2 separate regions of the Mus musculus genome follow, and region 1 is linked to region 2. The links are chromatin contacts, called in public Hi-C maps. All regions are on one chromosome and are shown on one strand. Each heading gives the region's core, a stretch centred on a gene start, on an enhancer-like site or on the middle of the called end of the contact. The rest is flanking DNA. Distances are from core to core; before and after follow the strand shown.

Evidence for each region. Hi-C and Micro-C count contacts between places; a contact is called where the count stands out from the background.
Region 1: a Hi-C map of CD4 T cells shows a contact between it and region 2, with 2.0 times the contacts expected there. The contact joins two enhancer-like sites. A contact is called at or near these places in 1 of 15 datasets of contacts at CTCF or cohesin (CD8 T cells), 16 of 484 Hi-C or Micro-C datasets (the C2C12 cell line, CD4 T cells, CD8 T cells and 10 more), 22 of 115 datasets of contacts at active chromatin or transcription factors (the 230-238 cell line, CD8 T cells, the NIH/3T3 cell line and 15 more) and 1 of 9 other capture datasets (bone marrow-derived macrophages).

Annotation. Positions count from the first base shown.
Region 1 is chr4:32,391,239-32,395,349 of GRCm38.p6, forward strand. It overlaps a transcript of Bach2 not described here. Among named protein-coding and RNA genes, the nearest start is that of Bach2, 24 kb to the right of the region's middle. Within about 2 kb of position 2,218, at least 10 of the 459 cell types and tissues checked have an H3K27ac peak or open chromatin away from gene starts, as enhancers often do. A contact at or near this core is called in CD8 T cells, where this site is marked.
Region 2 is chr4:32,260,586-32,264,711 of GRCm38.p6, forward strand. It overlaps a transcript of Bach2 not described here. Among named protein-coding and RNA genes, the nearest start is that of n-TGccc3, 32 kb to the left of the region's middle. Within about 2 kb of position 2,501, at least 26 of the 459 cell types and tissues checked have an H3K27ac peak or open chromatin away from gene starts, as enhancers often do. A contact at or near this core is called in CD8 T cells, where this site is marked.

The sequences.
Region 1 (4,111 bases), core at 968-3,467, 130 kb after region 2:
TACATGTTCCGGAAGTTAAGACACTGACACGTATTCTTGGGGTAGAGAGGTCATAGCACAGTTCAGCTCCCTTCGTCTTCTTTGCATCATCCATGTGCAGTACACGCTATGATTTGTTTCTCACACTTGGTCTTTACAGTTGAGGATGAGGTTTCTCAAAAATGCTTTGCCAGTGTCTGGTCATGCACAACCTTGGACATCCCCAGGGAAGTGTTGTGAGTCACAGCCCCACAAAAATAATGCAGGGGCCGTGGTATGCGTGGCCAAGACGTGAGTCATTTACCAAAATAGACAAGAGGAGAACTAGATTAGTAAAAGGGAACCCTGCTCGTACATGACAGGTGTCTGCCATCGACCCATAATCAGCCTTTCAATGGGCAGGTCTAGCCTTTGCTACCTGGAAAGTCTAAACTAAACTCCAGCCAAACTGATCTTACTAATATGCAGGTAGCCTCATGCCAGAAATCCAAACAGCCAACTATTAGGACATATGTGAATGGAAATATTTGACCTCTTCTCTCCTTAAGATACATAAACCCTACTTAATTCAGGATATGTGAAACTTGTGTGTATATGTGTGTGTGTGTGTGTGTGTGTGTGTGTGTAGTGTGTGTATACTTTTAATTAAAAATATTTAATGAAATAAATTAATGACCATGGAGAATAATTTTTTAAATTTAAAAATCAGAAACAACAAGGAGAAGAATTTCCAGTTTGCTTATATTTCCAGTGTTCATGGTTGACTTTGAAGATAGAACCTTTATAAGCTGACCTGACTGCGGCTCAGTTGTTTTCTTGGTAGTGGGAAGATACCTTTTAAAATATGCATGTTACATAGACTAAATAATGTGTTTCTCTGAAAGTTATGAGTAAATAGTTATTTACTATTTATCAGCCTTTGGGTGAGTCCCAGTCTCATCTTGGACCTGGGGTCTGCTGGTTTGGATGCCTGGGTCCTGTCACACACATTAATAGAGATTTCTAATTTCAGTCTTTTAAATGGAAGACTTTTTAAAACCTTGCAACATAATCTGACTACAAAATCAGTTTTTAATGATTTTTTAATCTCTCACTGTTGCATCATTTCCAACTCAATAGCAGATTTCTTTCAATGACTTATGTCATTCATATCTTTTATCACTGTAAATTTTCATTAAAATTACTTTCATACTCAAATTGCCCTGGCTCAAATATTTCATCAGATTCTATAATTGTTATAACAAGTAATGCTGGCATTTTTAAGTGTGCGGCTCTCCCACAGGCAGTGGTTGTGCCCCAGGACCAGCCTGAGAGCATCCATTGGACAAAGGTTTTATAAGTGTGCTCTATGGTGGGATGCAGAACGCTGAGATGTCCTGGAGAAGCTTGACTTAGGTGTATCAGTTAAGAGACTTTCTACTCCAAGAAGCTCACAGGTAAAATCCCGTCTCAAAGATGAATAGTCACCACGTGGAAGAAGGGTTCTGCCAAACACAGGAGCCTGCTTTAGGACAGTATGATCTGCAGCAAGGCTTCACTGAGTCAAGGATGCTATAAGCCAATATTAAGCACGTTCAGAAGAGCCCATGAATGTGAATCATAAAGTTTGTGTTTGGTATTTTGTTTTGCTGGGGATAGTAGTTAATAGTATGATAGCTTTGGCTTTTTCAGACATCCTTATTGTTTTTGTACACACATCCCTCTTCTGAACTTACTTCTCCCATCCCCCTTTTCCCATTTCCCTTAACAGATCCTGCTGTTCCCCTTTCCCTCCACCACCTTCTGTATTTATGTCCTTCCCCTTCCTAAAGACAGTACCACCCCCAGCCCCCACTTCCGTTTGTACAGCATACAAACAGAGTCTGGTCCTTACTGGAATAAAGGCAAACATTTCTATTCCTGTTCTGAGGATAACAAAACAGACCCAAAGACTCTCTGCTCCATGAAAATGTAGACCATTGTGGCCTTATTATTATGGCTTTCATTTTAAATCCATTACTATCTTCCGGGTCCTCTCTCCATTTTGAGGGTTCGTGGGGACACCCATCCTGGTCATTGATACCCTTAGTACCTGATGAACGAGGTGAATGAGTCAGTGGGGCAGGACATACAGCTAACAGAAGTGTGACTATGCCAGACTCGGTCTGTGTTCCTTTCACATAAGAATCCCCTGGCATCTGTGCCCTCAGTGTTTCCAGGCCTGAGAAAACTCACTTACCTAGTCACAGACAGATTACAGTAAATACCACAAAGGAAGATGAGCATCTCTCTGATTCTGACACATTCACTCTTTGATGGGCACAGCATAGCTTTTCTCATACACAAGGGTACAAGTTTTAAAGTTGGGCTTCAAAATCATCTGGATAGGCCCCAGTCAGTAGTTGGGTGTTTTTCAAAGTGAATATTATATTCTAAGAGATTGTTTGTCCTAGTTAATTAAGCACTGAAGATATTTATTTCACTTAAAAATATTTTCAAAGAACCATCAGTAAATATCAATTCCATCTTTGCATCAACTTTTGCAGTTATTGGATAATTCTGAATGTTTTCAAGAAACAACTAGCCATTGTGTGTGTGTGTATGTGTGTGTGTGTGTGTGTGTGTGTGTGCGCGCGCGTATGCATGTGTGTACATGCACTGGTATATACATTTAGATAGTAGTCTCTGTAGCTAATCTCTAATCTAACATATTCAAACTTGAGGGTCTTTGGTAAACTGGCACCACATGTCAAATGGAAAGTTGAACTGTTAAACATTTCCCTATAATGTGTGTGGTAGCTTAAATAATGAGATGATGGACATTATTGTTTAAATTGGTTTGTAGAATTTATGAATCATTCTCATTGTTGGGTCTCATTAAATCTCTCTATCTTGGTTGCTGCTGATTGAACCTAACCTAATTAGGGAAAGGCAGTCAGGACAGGCTCCACTGGAGGCCAGAGAATCATGATACGATCATCACTTAACAGCCAAGTGTGCCCAGCTGGCAGAAACAGCATGAGAGAAAGGTCCCCTTGAGAGTGCTGCAGCAAACCTTACATTCAGATGAGGGTAGGGTGAGAAGGAAACCCTGAGTGAATGTGTGTGTTGACATGAGCTGCCATTTCAAGGACCCCAGAGCCTTAAATCCCTTGAGAAAGTTTTCCCCCCCTGGAGTGAGATTCAGAGGCTGGGCAAAGCCTTCCTCTGGTCTGAGTATGAATTTGGTGATGTGTATGGAGTATGTTCATTACAGCTGTCTCCCCTTGGATGTTTGGGGCCTGAAGACTGCTCCCCTGTGGAGTGTCTTTCCTCCTACCAAGATTAGCTAAGCATGTCTCCCTGATCCAGCTATAAGTAACAAGCCTGCCTCCCTGCCTGTCTGTATGGAATAACCCCACCTCCTTGTCCAGCTGTATATAGTAACCCCTGCCGCTCAGTTCACCACTGAAGAAGAAACATGCTGAGCCTCCTTCTGGGATGCTGAGGTTTCTCTAGCAGAGAGCTCAGTCCACTGAGTCTCAGCAGCACCTGTGTGCCTGTCTTTTTACTCTGTCAGCACCCCAGGCAGGTCTGTTCCTGAAACCATGCTGGATGTGCCTGGTGAGGCTCTTACATTGTAGTTAAATCATATTACATGTTAATATAATATATTTGAGACATTTGCTACGTATCTGAGGCTAGACTCATATATATGACTCATATACATACTGTGTATATATTATTTCCTTTAATCTTTAGAAAACTCTACATGTTAAGCTCTGCCCACTGTATAGTACTTGGTTTAGGTTTGTTGATAACCTTTTGTAGATACCCTAGAGGCTGCAGAGGGCTGAACCTAAAAACAAGCTTAGCTTAGGCTCCAGTGCTCACAGTTTCCTGTGCTCTACAGTCCCTGTGAAAAGCATGTTGTGCCTTCATTCTGCCTTAGAGTCTCATCATGTCGGCTTTGCACCAGCTTTTCTTAAGAGCCTCTTGGTCTTTTTATAACCAAGGCTTTTTTTCATTCATCAACTACACAGCTCTGAATTAGTGATAACACATGAGCATTGAAAAGTTAATGGTTGCTCTTGTGCATTTGTCGGTGAAATGCCATATGGGACAGTAGATACATATGGACTGAATGAAGTTTGTGATCAAAATTCTCATCTGT
Region 2 (4,126 bases), core at 1,251-3,750:
GTTCCCTTTTGCATTTTTTACAAATTATTTTAAATTTATTTTAGGTTAGTATAATTACATCATTTTTCCTTTCCCTTCTCTCCCTCCAAGCCTTCTCTTAGACCCCTCCTTGCTCTTTTAAAATCATGACCATTTTTTGTTTTTCATTAATTGTTGTTACATATGTGTATGTGTGTATGTATTTGTAAATATATAAACACATAATGTTTACTCTATAATTTTACTTATATGTCTGTTTTCAGGGAATTATTTGGGAGGATTTCATACATGGATACTGTATGTACTATCTCATTTCACCCTTCCTTCCTTCCTTTCTTACCTTCAGTGTGCCCCCAATTTATGACCTCTTCTTTAATTATCCTTACAGGTACACACACACACACACACACACACACACACACACACACACACACACACACACACTGCTGAGGCTGTTTGGTGTGTCTCATGTGTGTATGTGATTAGAGCTGACCCCCTGGGACTGTCTAGCCTCTCAGTGGCGTGTCCCTGGAGAAGACTGAGTCTCCCTCTCTAGCAGCCATTAATTGCCTTTAATTCTTCATCTAGCAGTGGAGCCTCAGCCGGAATAGTGTCTTTTACATAGGACAGGGAAGCTTTACCCTTGAAATCTCAGGACTGTGGTCTCCAGAACGGGACCAACACAACAAGACTTTCTTTTCTTAAAGAGGTAGTCTCATCTCGAATCCCTGGGGCTGGTCAGACTCAGTATGCAGTCCAAGATGACACTGAACTTCTTATCTTTCTTCCTCTAGAACCTCTGAAACACATGACTGTGGGCATGTGCCACTGCCCTGAGTTCATGCAGTGTCAGAGTGCAAACCCAGGGCCTCGTGTGTGCTGGGCTAGCACCCTGCATCTGAGCCTCGTCTCCACCTTACCTTCTGACTACAGGTTTATTTGGTTCTGTCTCCCAGTTTTTCTTTGAAACAAACTTGTAATGTCCTGCTTCTAGAAGCTTCTGGAAGCCACGTCTCCACTTAGAACTATGAGACGACTCAGAAGAGTGCAGGTGTCTTCCTTTCCTTGGCTCTCTCCTGACTCCCAAAGCCTCTTGCACTGTTCTTGCCGTGTGTCTCCTGTCCTTGTTAGCCTTTTTCCCAGAAGGATTATGGGGAAGAAAGTCTGCGATGATTTACTTCTGCAGTTCCAACAACCCTTGGTGGCTCTGTTGGCAGCCCCTCTCAGGGGTGTCTGGGGTTTAGGCACGCAGGCTCTTATCCCACTCTTCAGTTGTAAACCCAACATTTCTTGTTCCTAACAGCTTAGTCATTTACCTCAAATGGCTAGTCATCTTTACAGATTACCAGCATCTGCCCTCTCATCTGCTTAGTGTCATGAAAAATAACTCTTTAAACACACTCCAAGTGCGTTTAACAGAATTCAGTCTTTTGTTGTTAAAAGCTTCTAGGCACTGTTGTCATCAATGCTGACTTGCATCGTTTAGCATTGTACTGCTCTGTCTAGGTGAGGGAGCCAGCCATTTTGTTTTATATTTCCAACATGTCACAGACTTAATAATTTTACAGTGGGTAACAGTGAAATACTAGTCATATGAACTTGAAAAGACTTTAAGGGTCCAAAGAGATGGTTGGTTGGAAAAGTGCTTGCTACGTAAGTGTGAGGAACTGGGTTTGACTCCTTGCCATCTGTGTTAAAAAGCCAGATGCAGAAATCTGAGATGTGTGTGCTCAGAATCCAACACCTGGGAGGTGGAGACTGGCCAGGCAATCCAGCTAACTGAGAAGCTAGTGAGAGACTCTGTCTCAAAACAGACGGTGGAGAGCCCGTGAGATGTCTCAGAGGGTAAAGGTGCCTGCTGCCAAGACTGATGACCTGGGTCATCAGGAATCTTCATGATGGGGAAAACAAACAAACAAACAAACAAAACAAAACAAAACAAAACAAAGCAAAACCAGACTCCAGAAAGTGGCACGTGTACTCCGCCTTCCCGTACATATAATAAATACATAGGATGGAATAAAAAAATTGGAAAAAATAAGTTGGAGAGTCATTATGAAGACTAACAATGTTGGTTTCTGGTCTTTTCCCCCAACACACATCCACATACAAATGCATACACGCACACACACACACACACACACACAGAGAGAGAGAGAGAGAGAGAGAGAGAGAGAGAGAGAGAGAGAGAGAGAGAGAAAGAGAGAGAATAGCCCCCACTCCACCCTACAAGCTTAAACTAGATCAGAATGTTGACCCCTAGCTTCAGTGCTTGTAGGGTGGAGTGGGGCTATTCTCTCTCTCTGTCTCTGTCTCTCTCTGTCTCTGTCTCTGTCTCTGTCTCTGTGTGTGTGTGTGTAAGGTGCCTTGTCTTGGATGGAAGAGAGGCCGTCCAAGAGCCTGAAGGTGTGATGTGTCAACCTCAGGATCTACCTGCAAAGCTGGTTTTGAGTGAACTCTTGCCTTTCTGTTTCTTACGTGTGTAAAAGTTAAGTGACAAACCAGATCCTGTACCTACAGTTGGTGCTTAGAGGGCAGGGCGAGTGGGTACTTGCTGCAGTGTTTGGTGCAGCCTGCCCTCTCTCTGCTTCTCTGCCGTTTCTTTTCCATTCTTGGTAGTTATGGATATGGGTGGGAGGTCATTTTTTTCTTCTGTGACGCCACTTTAAACAATACAATTTTTGCTTACTCTTTTGCCACATTTTTCTTCTTCAGCAGATACGAATCTGTTGCAAGAGCTGCACAACATCCTGTATTACAGTTATGTCGCACTTTCCTGTCTGTTCCCAGTGGATGGGCTGAGGGGCATTCCTAGTAGCACTGCTGTCATTCCTAACTATTCTGTTTCTTGCTGTTTTAAGGATACACATTTACACGCACGTGCGCGAGCGCACGCGCACACACACACACACACACACCGTAAATCTGAGCCAAAGATAATGCACTTTGCGCTGTTGGAAGTCTTTAGAAAACTTCCCACTCTAAGGAGCAGAGTGGTCCAGTTCTTTGGCTGAGAATTTCCTAGCCTGTCCACTCTGTTGTATGCCTTCATCACCTTGCAGGTCTTTTGTGTCTTTCAGTCTAATGTTGCGGGGCCAACCATGACGATCTCGATTCGTTAGCACAGGACTTCGTGTATGATATGCTTAGCGATTAGAGCCTATGCTCTCCGGGAGCTCTAGTGGGACAAGGGGGACTGGAAGAGGAGGAAGAGAGTGGTGAGATTTTTTTTTGAGATGGTTTCGTCCTCCCCCTTCCCCCTCCCCCGCATGCTTACAGGAAATCTGTCTCTATTTGTGTGTAAAGTAGAGCACGCCGCCGAGTGTGAGCCCTGTGCATGGCTGGAGAAGCATGCTCTGTAACACTCAAAACTGATGAGAAGCCGTGCGCTCCCACTGCTACATGTTTGCTTGTTTGCTTGTGTGCTTGTTTGTTTGTTTGTTTTTTCATTGAGGTGAAGCCTCAATTAGAGTGACCCTCTTTAAATGTGTGACTCAGTGGCATTTAGTACATTCACAATTTGGGGCAATTATCACCTTTATCTAGTGTCAAAACATTTTTACCATACTAGTGGAAACTCCATCCTGGTAAGCCTTTAGCCCTCCCCCCCTCATGTTTCAGCTTCTGAAACCTGCCAGCACGCATCCTGCTCCTGTGCTTTGACCTTTGCTGGATAGTTCCTATAAATGGAATCTTACAGTGAGGGACTTATGGGTCTGACTTTTTTCCTTTACTATGTTTTTTTGTTTTTTTTTAAAGACAGGGTCTCACACAGCCCATGCTGACCTCAGCCCTTATGGCCTTCAAACACTTGGTGTATGGCCAGGGCTGGCCTTGAACTTTGGGCTACGGGCATGTGCCAGTATGCCTGGTTCTAGCTGAGTATTTTTGAAGTTCACTCATAGCAAGTACTTCAGTTCTTTGTATTGCTGGCTAATACTCCACACTGTATTGCTTTACCTATTCCCAGTTAATGGATATTTGTGTTGTTTCTGCTTTTGGCCTATTGTAAGTAACTGTGTGTGTGTGTGTGTGTGTATTTAGACCTCCGGTTAGTTGTATAGACGACATCTGAGACAAAAGCCAACAGGCAGCCAAGAAGAGCTCGCTGGCAAGCAGGCTCTGGGCACTTCTAGAGTTTTCCTCC